Regions from separate parts of the Oncorhynchus mykiss genome. Here region 1 is linked to region 2. A link is a contact called in public Hi-C data. All regions are on one chromosome and are shown on one strand. Each heading gives the region's core, a stretch centred on a gene start, on an enhancer-like site or on the middle of the called end of the contact. The rest is flanking DNA. Distances are from core to core; before and after follow the strand shown.

Region 1 (5,869 bases), core at 3,271-5,770, 200 kb before region 2:
CAATTGTTTACAGACAGATTATTTCACTTATGTATCACAATTCCAGTGGGTCAAAAGTTTACATACACTAAGTTGACTGGGCCTTTAAACAGCTTGGAAAATTCCAGAAAATTATGTCATGGCTTTGGAAGCTTCTGATAGGCTAATTGACATAATTTGAGTCAATTGGGAGTGTACCTGTGGATGTATTTCAAGGCCTACCTTCAAACTCAGTGCCTCTTTGCTTGACATCGGAAAATCAAAAGAAATCAGCCAAGACCTCAGAAAAAAATTGTAGACCTCCACAAGTCTGGATCATCCTTGGGAGCAATTTCCAAACGCCTGAAGGTACCACGTTCATCTGTACAAACAATAGTACGCAAGTATAAACACCATGGGACCACGCAGCCATCATACCACTTAGGAATGACGCGTTCTGTCTCCTAGAGATGAAGTACTTTGCTGCTGTTCTGGGATTGATTGACACTTTTTGCAAGAAGATGCTGAAGATGCTGGCGGAAATGGGTACAAAAGTATCTATATCCACAGTAAAACGAGTCCTATATCGACATAACCTGAAACGCCGCTCAGCAAGGAAGAAGCCACTGCTCCAAAACCGCCATAAAAAGAGCCAGACTACGGTGTGCAACTGCACACGGGGACAAAGATTGTACTTTTTGGAGAAATGTCCTCTGGTCTGATGAAACAAAAATAGAACTGTTTGGCCATAATGACCATCGGTATGTTTGGAGGCAATGTGGGGGGCTTGCAAGTCGAAGAACACCATCCCAACCGTGAAGCACAGGGGTGGCAGGATCATGTTGTGGGGTTGCTTTGCTGCAGGAGGGACTGGTGCACTTCACAAAATAGATGGCATCATGAGAATGGAAAAGTATGTGTATATATTGAAGCAACATCTCAAGACATCAGTTAAAGCTTGGTCGCAAATGGGTCTTCCAAATGGACAATGACCCCAAGCATACTTCCAAAGTTGTGGCAAAATGGCTTAAGGACAACAAAGTCAAGGTATTGGAGTGGCCATCACAAAGCCCTGACCTCAATCCTATAGAAAATGTGTGCGCAGAACTGAAAAAGCGTGTGCGAGCAAGGAGGCCTACAAACCTGACTCAGTTACACCAGCTCTGTCAAGAGGAATTGGCCAAAATTCACCCAACCTATTGTGGGAAGCTTGTGGAAGGCTAGCCAAAACGTTTGACCCAAGTTAAACAATTTACAGGCAATGCTACCAAATTGAGTGTATGTAAACTTCTGACCCACTGGGAATGTGATTAAATAAAAGCTGATTTTATTTCATTCTCTCTACTATTATTCTGACATTTCACATTCTTAAAATAAAGTGGTGCTCCTAACTGACCTAAAAAATGGGAATTTTTAATTGGATTAAATGTCAGGAATTGTGAATGGAGTTTACATTGATTTGGCTAAGGTGTATGTAAACTTCTGACTGCAACTGTATGTGTTACATTCCATTTAGTTAATGGATCATTATTCACTATATGTTGACAACATGCAGCATGCTAATAAGGTTGACAGACACTGGTTTCATGTCACATTAAAGGAGAAAATGGAGAATTTGTGTTTGCCTCATCTCAATGTGTGAATTTGAATCCCAACCTTGTGGAGCAATATTTGTATATCATTTGTTTTTTATTAGGGAGAGAAATACTGACATTTTACTAGCTAGACACACAAGCAGAAGTTGTTATTTTCTTTCTATATTTCTACATGGCATTTGATACCATTGAACATCAATTCCTTTTTCTTACTTGAAAACTGTCAAGGACATTTAAGTTCAGTCATTTTACAATCAAACACTATATCAAACGTTGGGTTCGTCAGTTATGCGGAATTTCACCTTTTCTGGTTTTAAATTTTGAATTATTATCTCCAAGTATCCTTAATGACGTCTATCAATATTTTGGAGAGGATATGATCTCACAGTTTGCTGACAATATTCCTGGAAAGCAAATATCAAATTGCCAAAGCACTTGACACCTATTGATTTGTTTTCTGTTATAGGATGGAACGTCTCAGTGTGATCTGTGTTTATATGATAATGTAGAAACTACAATATGTAATATTCATGTTAGACAGTGTTGGTGTCTGGGTATTCATATTACCAAAAACCACATTGTCAGACAGCTGATGAATTTCTCATCCAGACTTTTAAGATGGCGATTCTCCTTTTCAATAATTGGTTACAAAGAGACCTGTCTATACTAGACGAGAGTTATTTTGGTGAAAGCAGAAGGATTGTCTTGTTTCATATACCCTGCTTGTTTCATTATTTGTCCATGGAACTACTTGCAAACACATTAACAAAGCCTTTTGTGGATTTCTTCTGGAAGAATAAGCATAAAAATCTTAAGGATGCAGTTAAAGCTGGGGAGAAAGCAGGAGGGTTTGATATGTTAGACTTTTTGGATGGAAATGATAACTTTAAAAAGATAACTGGATGAAGAGGTGTATCGTTGCACCTGACTCCATTTGGTACTTCGTTCCACAATATCTTTGAGAAGATTGTTGGTTAGAATTTGTTAACATGTGACTACATCTAAATTGCCCATAATACTATCAAAACGTCATGAACAACATCTGTTAGTGTGGAAGTTGAGCTTCGTACACAACTTTTCCCTTTATCAAACCAATATCTTGAATAATGAGTTACTTCATTATAATTTGGTGCTGTGATCAATGCGATCCCAAATGGCCTTATTCACCTAATGAGGTCATATAGGATCTGAGACTTAACCATAAATGCTTAGTTGGAGGAATGGATATTTATAATAAATAATGATCCAAGATGTGGTAACAAACAAGAGGTGTTTCATTGTCAAAAGAGAGTCACCCCAAGATAAAGTTTTATTGGAACTCAGTATTCAAGACCCAGATTGGAAAAAAGCATGGTTAATGCCTTGCATGTTTTGTATACTAAACAAGGCTAGAGAGGTCCATTAGAAGGTGCTACATTATTTACACTGCACAAAACATTAGGAACACCTACTCTTTCCATGGCATAGACTGACCATGTGAAAGCTATGATCCCTTATTGATGTCACCTGTTAAATCCACAGTGTAGATGAAGGGGGAGGACACAGGTTAAAGAAGGGTTTTTAAGTCTTAATAGATTGATATATAGATCTGTTGTATTTGTTTTTAAGGGTAGCACATGCTAAATTAAGCGCACAAACGTTGTGGTACATTAAGGAAATACACAGATGGTTCAAAGGATGCAGTCAGTGATATGGTAGGGTGGGGGCAGGGGTGTATATCCCAGATTTCAATGTAAGAGTGTGTAAGTGGTTAACTGATTGTGTCGGTGTGTCGACAAATCTGTCGTTCTGCCCCTGAACAGTTAACCCACTGTTCCTAGGCCGTCATTGAAAATAAGAATTTGTTCTTAACTGACTTGCCTAGTTAAATAAAGGTAAAATAAAAGTTAAAGGAGAGGTGGGGAGTATGGGATGTAGGAGAGGAAGCTGTGTAGAGTAGACTACGGTTTGGGCACACAGGTTTGAATGCCACATTGGGAGACATGAAACAGGTCTGTGTGAGTGTTTAGTGGAGGAATGGAGAGATTGCGTGAAAGGGTTAGAGAGGCTGGACGGGGTTTGGGTGGTGTAGTGGGGGCAGGAAAGTGTTGTCCAGGGCTCTATTTTACTTTCTTAGAGGAACCGGACTAATGAAGGTAGGCCGTGACTGGCCTCACAATCCAGTACAGTAGTTGGCAGTGTATGCACTTTAAAAGTTGGATGCTGTCCTCCAACCCAATCTAGCAGAAGACCTAGATTGTGTATGTGTGCAATTCAGAGGGTGAATGGGCAAGACAAAATATTTAAGTGTCTTTGAATGGGGTATGGTGGTAGGTGCCAGGCACAACGGTTTGTGTGTCAAGAACTGCTAGATTTTTCACGCTGGACAGTTTACTGTGTGTATCAAGAATGGTCCACCACCCAAAGGACGTCCAGCCAAATTCACACAACTGTGGGAAGCATTGGAGTCAACATGGAATGCTTTCGACACCTTGTTTTAGTCCATGCCCAACGAATTGAGGCGTTTGAGGGCAAAAGTGTAACTCAAAGGTGTAACTCAATATTAGGAAATTGTTCTTAATGTTTTGTACACTCCGTGTATATCCAACAAACGCCTCTATTTAGAAGTTGTTTTTTTTATCAATATAATATCCAAATTCTGGGATATTATATAATACTCAAATAAGTCTTACCTTAAATCTTACCTTGAGCATCACATTTTTTATTTTTAAACATTGATAAGAAGCTAGATTTTATTGTTAATTTCAATACTAAGTAAATTCAAGATATGTACATTTCCCAAGAACCCAGATTTCAAGATTTCAAGAATGTATAGCTTTTAAATTACTTCTGTTACTATGTAATTTGTAGAATATTATAATGCAATATTTTATGTATGATGTGATGTCTTATTTTATTTAAAATTGTGTACGGTGATTTTTGATGTCTTTTTGTCTGAATTGAGTATTGTCTATTGTTACAAAAAAGAAAAACTACACAAGCAGAGAGAGAAGAGCAAGAGAGGAGGACGCACCATAAAATAAAGATCTGTTAACAGATATTTCGGTAAGGACCAAATAAAAACACAGCGGACAAATGCAATTACAGAGATAGTAATAATGAAATGGTTGTTACAGATTCGTGAAAATATACGCCTGCAGTTAGACATTGGGTGAATATAGCGTTAGCTAGAAGGGCTAGCTAGCTACTAGATATTTTTTTGGGGGGGGGGGGCATGTGAGATGTTCGGCCTGCCCAAATGGGGTAACGTTAGCTAGCTATGTGTTTAGCGAACAACAAGCTATATCACTAATGTATTACGTTATGCTTTTCGTGAGCTTTAGAAATGTGGGAACTAGCTAGCTAAACGTTTGATGTTCTCGTGTTTCGCTAGGTAGCTACTAGTCTGAATAAGTACGTTGAAGGGCAATTGTTCTGTCTTTAGCCAATGATGCTAGCTAGCTACCCATCTTGCTAATTAACTAGCTAGCTTCTAGGTCGGAGAAGGGGTTTTCATTGCAGGACCTGCTCTTAATATCAATCCAACTAACGTTAGCTAGCTTGCACGGCGCCCTTTCTCGAGTAATGTGGTACACATTCAAATGTTGAAATGGCTAGATATAATTGGTCTGTGGTCTCTTCCTGTAGCCTTGCAGAATTTGCTGTCTTTTTGCAGCCCTTCACATTTGGAAACCGCTTTAGTACTGTGACAGACTGAGCTTTTAGCTACGTTATTGGCAAATGTGTTTTACAATGAAGTCTCGTTCATGTTGACAGCGTTTTCGTGCCCATGCAATTCATTTGCTATTTCATCAACTTCCCCCAGTATGTGCTATTTGTCGTGACCAGAGATTGGGCAGTCCAGGGGTGTATTCATTACGCCTTGCAGCGGAAACCGTTCACCGTTTAAGAACCAAACGAAAGGGGGAGGGACCTACCTGAATTTGTCCAATAGAAACTCGTTTTCGTTGGAAACGGTTTCTGTTTGGAGGGAACGATTTCTGTTGCAAAAGTTTTACAACGGTATACCCAGCAGGGGTGTAACCATTCGTCCAAACATGGTTGAAATGCACAAATTGAATCATTGAATTTATATTTCATGATTTGAAACTGAATTGAAAATTGCGTTCAGTTTTAAAATGTGATTTCAAATTGAATATTTATATATTCAGTTTGAATATGGTAGATTGCATTCATTGTCTGTATCAAGTTTACAAACTATAATTTAAAGTTGATCAAAGTTTCATAATTTCAGATAAGGAGCATGTATCGAATCAAACGGTCTATGGTAAACAAAAGCTTCTGGTGGTTTCTGAAGCCAATCTGGCATGATGACC
Region 2 (6,215 bases), core at 3,658-6,157:
CGAATGTGAACGGGAGACATTGTTCATTTGCACAAAGTTGACGTGCTTGTCTGCTCTGAAGCAGCATGTGTACAACGCTCGGGCAACGGGCCTGTATGCTCGGAGAGGAGGAAGGAGCAGACGGCAGAGAATGGAGAAAAAAGGCAAAGAAATCAAGAGTGGCAGCTGTGTAGAACTCCTTCAAAGGGCCTTGACTTCTCAAACACTGCACAAAGCTTACAATATGATACCCCATCCCCTTATTCATCCAGTTACTAGCAAGTCAAGACTAATTTTGTGCTTCTCCACTTTGATGAGAATTGACAAACAGAAATTCTATCAGCAGCCAGTGCTATGACTGATGTAGCTTTTTTCTCAGAGGTAAAATTTAAGATTAACTTAAGCAAAACATTAGGAAATGTAGCTGGCTACATTTGTTTCTATTGATAAACAAATGGCCATGCATTGTTTTTGCAAAAAACACCTTGCAAGCTCATCTACTGTGGCTGCCAGCCAATAGCTTTCCACTTCTGTCATCTGATAACTTATTCTCCCGGTAAACAAAATAATAATTTAAGGTACCTCCTGGACAGAGCCTATAATAACCGAGTTTCATGTTGTCAGAAGTGATCACTCACCTGTCAATTAGAGAGTCTCTCATTGTGGTAGCGATGGCGCTAGGCTGAGACTCGCTCAGTCTGAACACACTCTCGATGACAGACAGCTCTGTGCTGGTGGTGTCCAGCCCAGTGAAGGCACACCAGTCGTTTACCACCATCCCCGCAGCGATGACCTCGCTACCACGGTTCACCGTTCCTGCCTGTGGAGTACGGAGAGGGAGAGTTAGGCACTAATCACCAACTTGATGCAATGTGCCGTGCCGTGCCCCCCCCCCCGTGCACTTCAGTAGATCTGAGAATAACCAATCAGGGGGCAAGGTAGCTGTATTACTACATTGCTTATATGTATCAGATGTATTTAGATCTACTTAAATATTATGGGACAGGGACTAAGTAGAAATGAGCTTAAGTAGCACCATGAACACTAACCACCAGAGGCACTTGGAGAAGGGAGGAGAGCTCATCCTGGTCTTCTATGGAGGTCTTGGGGTGTACCAGTCCCCCCTGATTGCTGAAGGCACAGTAGCTCCCCACTAGAACTTGCTCTGCTACTGTCTGACGAAACACCTCTACCTTCAGACTGTCTGCCAGGATCTCCTCTGTCTCCTAAACCAAGATGGGAAATGTGTTAACATCCCCTACGTCAGACAATGTCCTAGGGATGGGCATTTGAAATCATTTCAGTTTGAGTAATCATGAAAATGATTATGGACTCTAATGTTAAGGTTTTAAATGTGGCTGGATAAGGCAAAGTTTGCAGTATTCTCCAATGAATGGTTGTTCTGATAAAACTCAATGTAACATTTACAATACAATTTTTTTTGTATAAATTTAACCTGCTAAATATTTGCTTTTGAAAGTGGAGTGCTCATCAAATACAAACAAGGGAAATATACCTTAATTCATCAGAAGTTACATAGCAGCTAGTCAGACTAGTTATCCACTCAACTTTTACTAGTCCAAGACAATATTTAGACATCGTTGCCCCTCACCCTGTCCAGATCAGGATGCACCAGAGCCACATAGTCATTACAGGCAATGACATTCCCCAGTGCTGAGAGTCTCTCCTCTACCCTCTGGATCTTCACTGCGCCTGGGAGACAATTCCTAATGTGCTGCAGCTCTTGGTCCGTGGTGTTGTTGGGCACCAGGAGCCCATGACGATTCCCTGGTGAGCAAAGTTACAAGGTAAAAGTAGTCGTTAATTTATCACAAGTCATTTACCTAAATCATTTATAAAATATCAAGTACAGTATTAATCTATTAAATAAAGCATAATTAACTCTGACGCATACGATCACATATGTGATCATTGTTAAGTGGTCCGGTCCCTGCAGCGTACCATCGCAAATATGTGATTGGAACGTATGAAGCAACATTCGCATCTGAAAAGCATCTGAACAATGTTCTGAGGTCCTCAACAACTTTATTCCTCAATTTCACCTTATTGTAAAAAATGTGAAATTCATCATCCACTCATCACATGGAACCACACACTCTAGGAGCTCAGATGCAATAACTTAACCTAATAACCAAAGTTGAGTCAGACAAGCTATATGAAGACCGCTTGTCTGTCGAAACATTGGTTATTAAATTATTACATCTGAGCACCTAGAGTGTGAGGCTCTTAATTTTTTTAATCACCCCACAGATCATCACCCCAAATACAAGCCTACTGCCGAGCCGTAGCACGAATGATAAAACAGGGATGAAATCATTTCAGGAGGGTTTAAGTACATGGAGGAAGGTATCGTGGGGATGATGCAGGAAATAACTACGATGGGGGGATTTAACAAAAAATGTGGGTCAAAGAAGTTTATACGCTAAAGAAAAGAGGGGTCTGAGCTGGCAACCCTGAGATACCATAGTTGCAATCTGATGTTGCGTTCAAAACTGGGAACTCAAACCGAGCTCCAACTGGGGAAAAAAACGATTTGAGCGGTTATCCAACTCAGGCCTCTTTCTGACCTGAAAATCACTGACATGATTGCACCTCGTATTTTTCAGTTCCCAGTTGTCTTGAACGCACCATAAGTCAGTCAAGTGAACTATCCCTTAAGCTCATTTGGTCTGACAGATGCTTACGTGACAACCAGAACGCATTGTATGATGTCAAACATGGCACCACACAGCTTAGTTTGTCATAGTCAGTACAGCCTTCTAAAAAGTATCACACACACGTGTCTATTACAATCTATACAAGAATTGGAATGCATGATGATTGCATGAAATGCTTGTGCATTTCGCTACACTCGCATTAACATCTGCTAACCATGTGTATGTGACAAATAAAATTTGATTTGATCCATACATATGGTATAAGACAGTAGATAAGACAACACGATATACTGAAAATAAGGCATCTTGATAGGAACACAAGCATAACCATAAGTTATTTGTAAAGAAAACCATGCAGCAGGGGGAAAAGTTTGGAAGGCCTGTTCTGACTAGAGATGTGCAATGTCTTCATACTTGATCCAGGGAAACACTGGGTAAGTGCATGGGCTCTTGTCAAAGAGAGAATTAGTCTCAAACAAATTGTCCGCAACAGTGAAATGGGCTACTTCTTATGTGAATTAATGAGGAAGAACACCTCAACTCAAACCGTTAAAATATTTGAAATTGCCTGCTAATTATCTATAGGCTGTGTGCCTTGTTTTGAGGGCAGCACAGGTTAACCGTCATACTGCGTAACAATCACATTTTGGAACAGTTGAGTGCATTGTCATCACAAGCAGAAAAAAACCTCACGCTTGTGCGACCGTTCCAGATATTTGGAACTCACATGTGAATTAAGTATTCCATTCTCCTGTTGAACTGATGACGTTTCTTTGTGCACTTGCAGAGGATAGCTGTTTGACGTACAACGTTGATCTATTACAGAGCCATACTCACCCACACACATTCTTCCAATTATCCGACATCCTGCTATTGAGGCATGTACAACTGGGATGGTTTCGGACAACTCGCCTTCGAAGACACTAATCATAAATTGCATGTTAACATGACAACACCGCAGATTTTTTTAAATAACAAACACTCCCCAGAGCAGGCTGACATTACTGTATGTAAGCTTTCAATACAACTTTACTTGTCCATTAATGAAAATTACTCATATGCTCTGTTTTCAGGCCCCAATTAGACAGACAGTTAGAAGAATACTGGGTTAGACACAGTGCAGCTATTTATGGGGTTTAAGTGCCTTACTCAAGGGCACAATGGTAGACAATCGCGCCTTCAAAAAATCGTTTCCCGTCAAAAGCATGTGCATAATCCGGAATGCTTTCCCAGTCAGTAGAGGTTAAATGTGTGAACCACTAAAATGAACAAACATTGAAATACAACTTTTCCAGAACTCAACGATCTCCATACTGCATCACCATCTCGGATCACGCGGTAATCCCGCTTGGCAACTACCACCGAGTACCTACTAGGGAGTGAGCTTTGGAAAATGTAGATATAAACGTTTATTTGTAGTGGTTCACATTTTACAACCCGTACTGGGAGGTAAAAGCTTTCCGGATTCGGTGACAGGAAGCTTTTTTCGGAAACACTTATTCATTACATCTTGTAACTGAAACTGTTTAAGAACCAAACCGAGAGGGGCCTATCTGAATCGGTCCAATACAAAACTAGTTTTCGTTGCAAAAACGTTAAAGGCCTGGTAACGGGGTACTGGAATATAGCGTTCCGCGACGGGATACCAACGTAGCTAACGTTCATGGTCAACCGCACGTAGATGCACGTCTCGATAAGAGATCTTACCTGTAGAAGTTCTCTGACCCGCCAATTGCAACTAGGCAGTATGTGTTTGTTAATTTGGCGAAGCAGCCTATTTCGTTGTTCTTCTCGAAAGATGCCCTGACAGCCATGTTGAAGTTTTACAGTTGAGGCAGTACGTTTCTTAAACAAAATACAATGGATGTGAAGATTACGCACTTAACAAGTTACTACTAGTCAAGCCTAGCTATTAGTACTAGCCAAGCGAGCTAGGCATCAGTTAGCCCAGACTGACAAATCTTATAAAATGATGGCTATATCACTACAATGGCACATACAAACATGACAACTACCATGTTTCCTTGCAATATATTACGAAGCGATACATTAGTTTAGCTAGCTAGCCGAGTGGCTAGCTGGAAGTTGCCTCAAATTGAGTAACGTTTGCTAACCAACGTTTTAAGAAAATCCAGTATCACTGGCTAGTACCAATACAAACTATAGCTATATACCTACGTTTAAATAGTCACCAGATCTTTTCGACATATCGGATAACGTAAATAACAAGAACTTTACCTACTTACGTGTGACCACTCCGCAAGCGTGGATCCCTTCCTTTCCCCACACGTGTTCACTTAAACGTCTACGTTTATGTCTTCTTCTATGGCGGTCTGCAAACAAACGTTTAAAGTGCATGCCGCCACCTACTGTCCTGGAATGTACGTTCAATCATGATCAGCCAATTTCTGTACTTTCATGAAAATAAAATTCAAAACCAAATAAATCCCAAACTTTTCCTGGCAAGACTTTCTCAAACTTCTGCATCACTGATAAGCTTTCACTTCTTTAACCCTCTTTACTACTGATCAACCTTTTGGCCTCATTCACTCACTCTCCCTCCAATCACATTTTCTGTAATATCAACTGTGGACATTGATACTGGGACCCCAGTGATGACTCCCCTCAATCTAGCATAAGCACCGGGGACATGGCTTTTAATATTCTTCCCATTAAGCTTTTCCATTTTTAGAAATCTTATCTTGCTGAGCCTGGCTACCACACAATATTAACAATCTACCATTTCCAATGAACCGAGCTCATTTCACTTCACCTACCTCTTTCTCTACTGCATTAGTTAGTCGGATAGGGTGTGGTCTCATCCAACACTATCACCACTTTCCACTCCAAATACTCTTGCTTCCTACTTTGACTTTCTTTACTAGACACTTTCTGTATCATGATCTCTCTTCTTCCTATGTCTTTCCACTACCGAACATTCCGGTCCTTGACCCTCAATTCTATCATTTTGTAATTTTCAAAACATTGTTGCATTTTCCAACATTGTTGCCATTTGTACCTCTGATTTACCTACCCCTTTACCTTTACCGAGCAATGAAGAGTAAATGACTGATTTAGATTTTTTAAATATATTATATGGTAATTATAGGTGTTCTGTCCGGTGTAGGCTATACATCCGGTGTACTATACATTTTATCCATCATGGTGCATCTAGACAAACATAGTTTTTTTTATACATCAATAGCTAGGTTTCCATCCAGTTGGCGACAGACTTTCATACAAATATTTTTTTTAAATCAAATTTTCCCACCACAGATGTGTTTCCATCAAATTAACTTGTTTCAGATAAATCAAATAAAATGTTATTGGTTGCATACACATATTTAGCAGATGTTATTGCGGGTGTAGCAAAATGCTAATTTATATGTTATGTATCACTAGATTTGGTTTATTACAAGATTAAGGGTGTACTGTGCAACTTTCATAAGGTATGGATGCCTTATATGGAATACAGTACAACTAAAGAAAGGAGTGTATTGAAAACATGCCCACATCAGGGGAGATACCCATTTAGGCAATCCCTGGCTGCTCAGTCCT

The links. Hi-C and Micro-C count contacts between places; a contact is called where the count stands out from the background.
Region 1: a Hi-C map of blood shows a contact between it and region 2, with 3 times the contacts expected there. The contact joins the promoter of LOC110493847 here to the promoter of if6 in region 2. A contact is called at or near these places in 2 of 3 Hi-C or Micro-C datasets (blood and liver).

The regions. Positions count from the first base shown.
Region 1 is chr17:36,871,031-36,876,899 of USDA_OmykA_1.1, reverse strand. LOC110493847 (RNA-binding protein 12) reads left to right here and starts at 4,520. Exons shown (of 2, transcript XM_021568360.2): 1 at 4,520-4,598. It overlaps cpne1 (copine-3), which reads left to right and starts at 4,515. Exons shown (of 16, transcript XM_021568362.2): 1 at 4,515-4,598.
Region 2 is chr17:36,669,569-36,675,783 of USDA_OmykA_1.1, reverse strand. It overlaps if6 (Eukaryotic translation initiation factor 6), which reads right to left and starts at 4,907. Exons shown (of 7, transcript NM_001160592.2): 1 at 4,836-4,907; 2 at 4,365-4,502; 3 at 3,495-3,580; 4 at 1,592-1,767; 5 at 1,029-1,205; 6 at 618-799. The coding sequence starts at 4,471.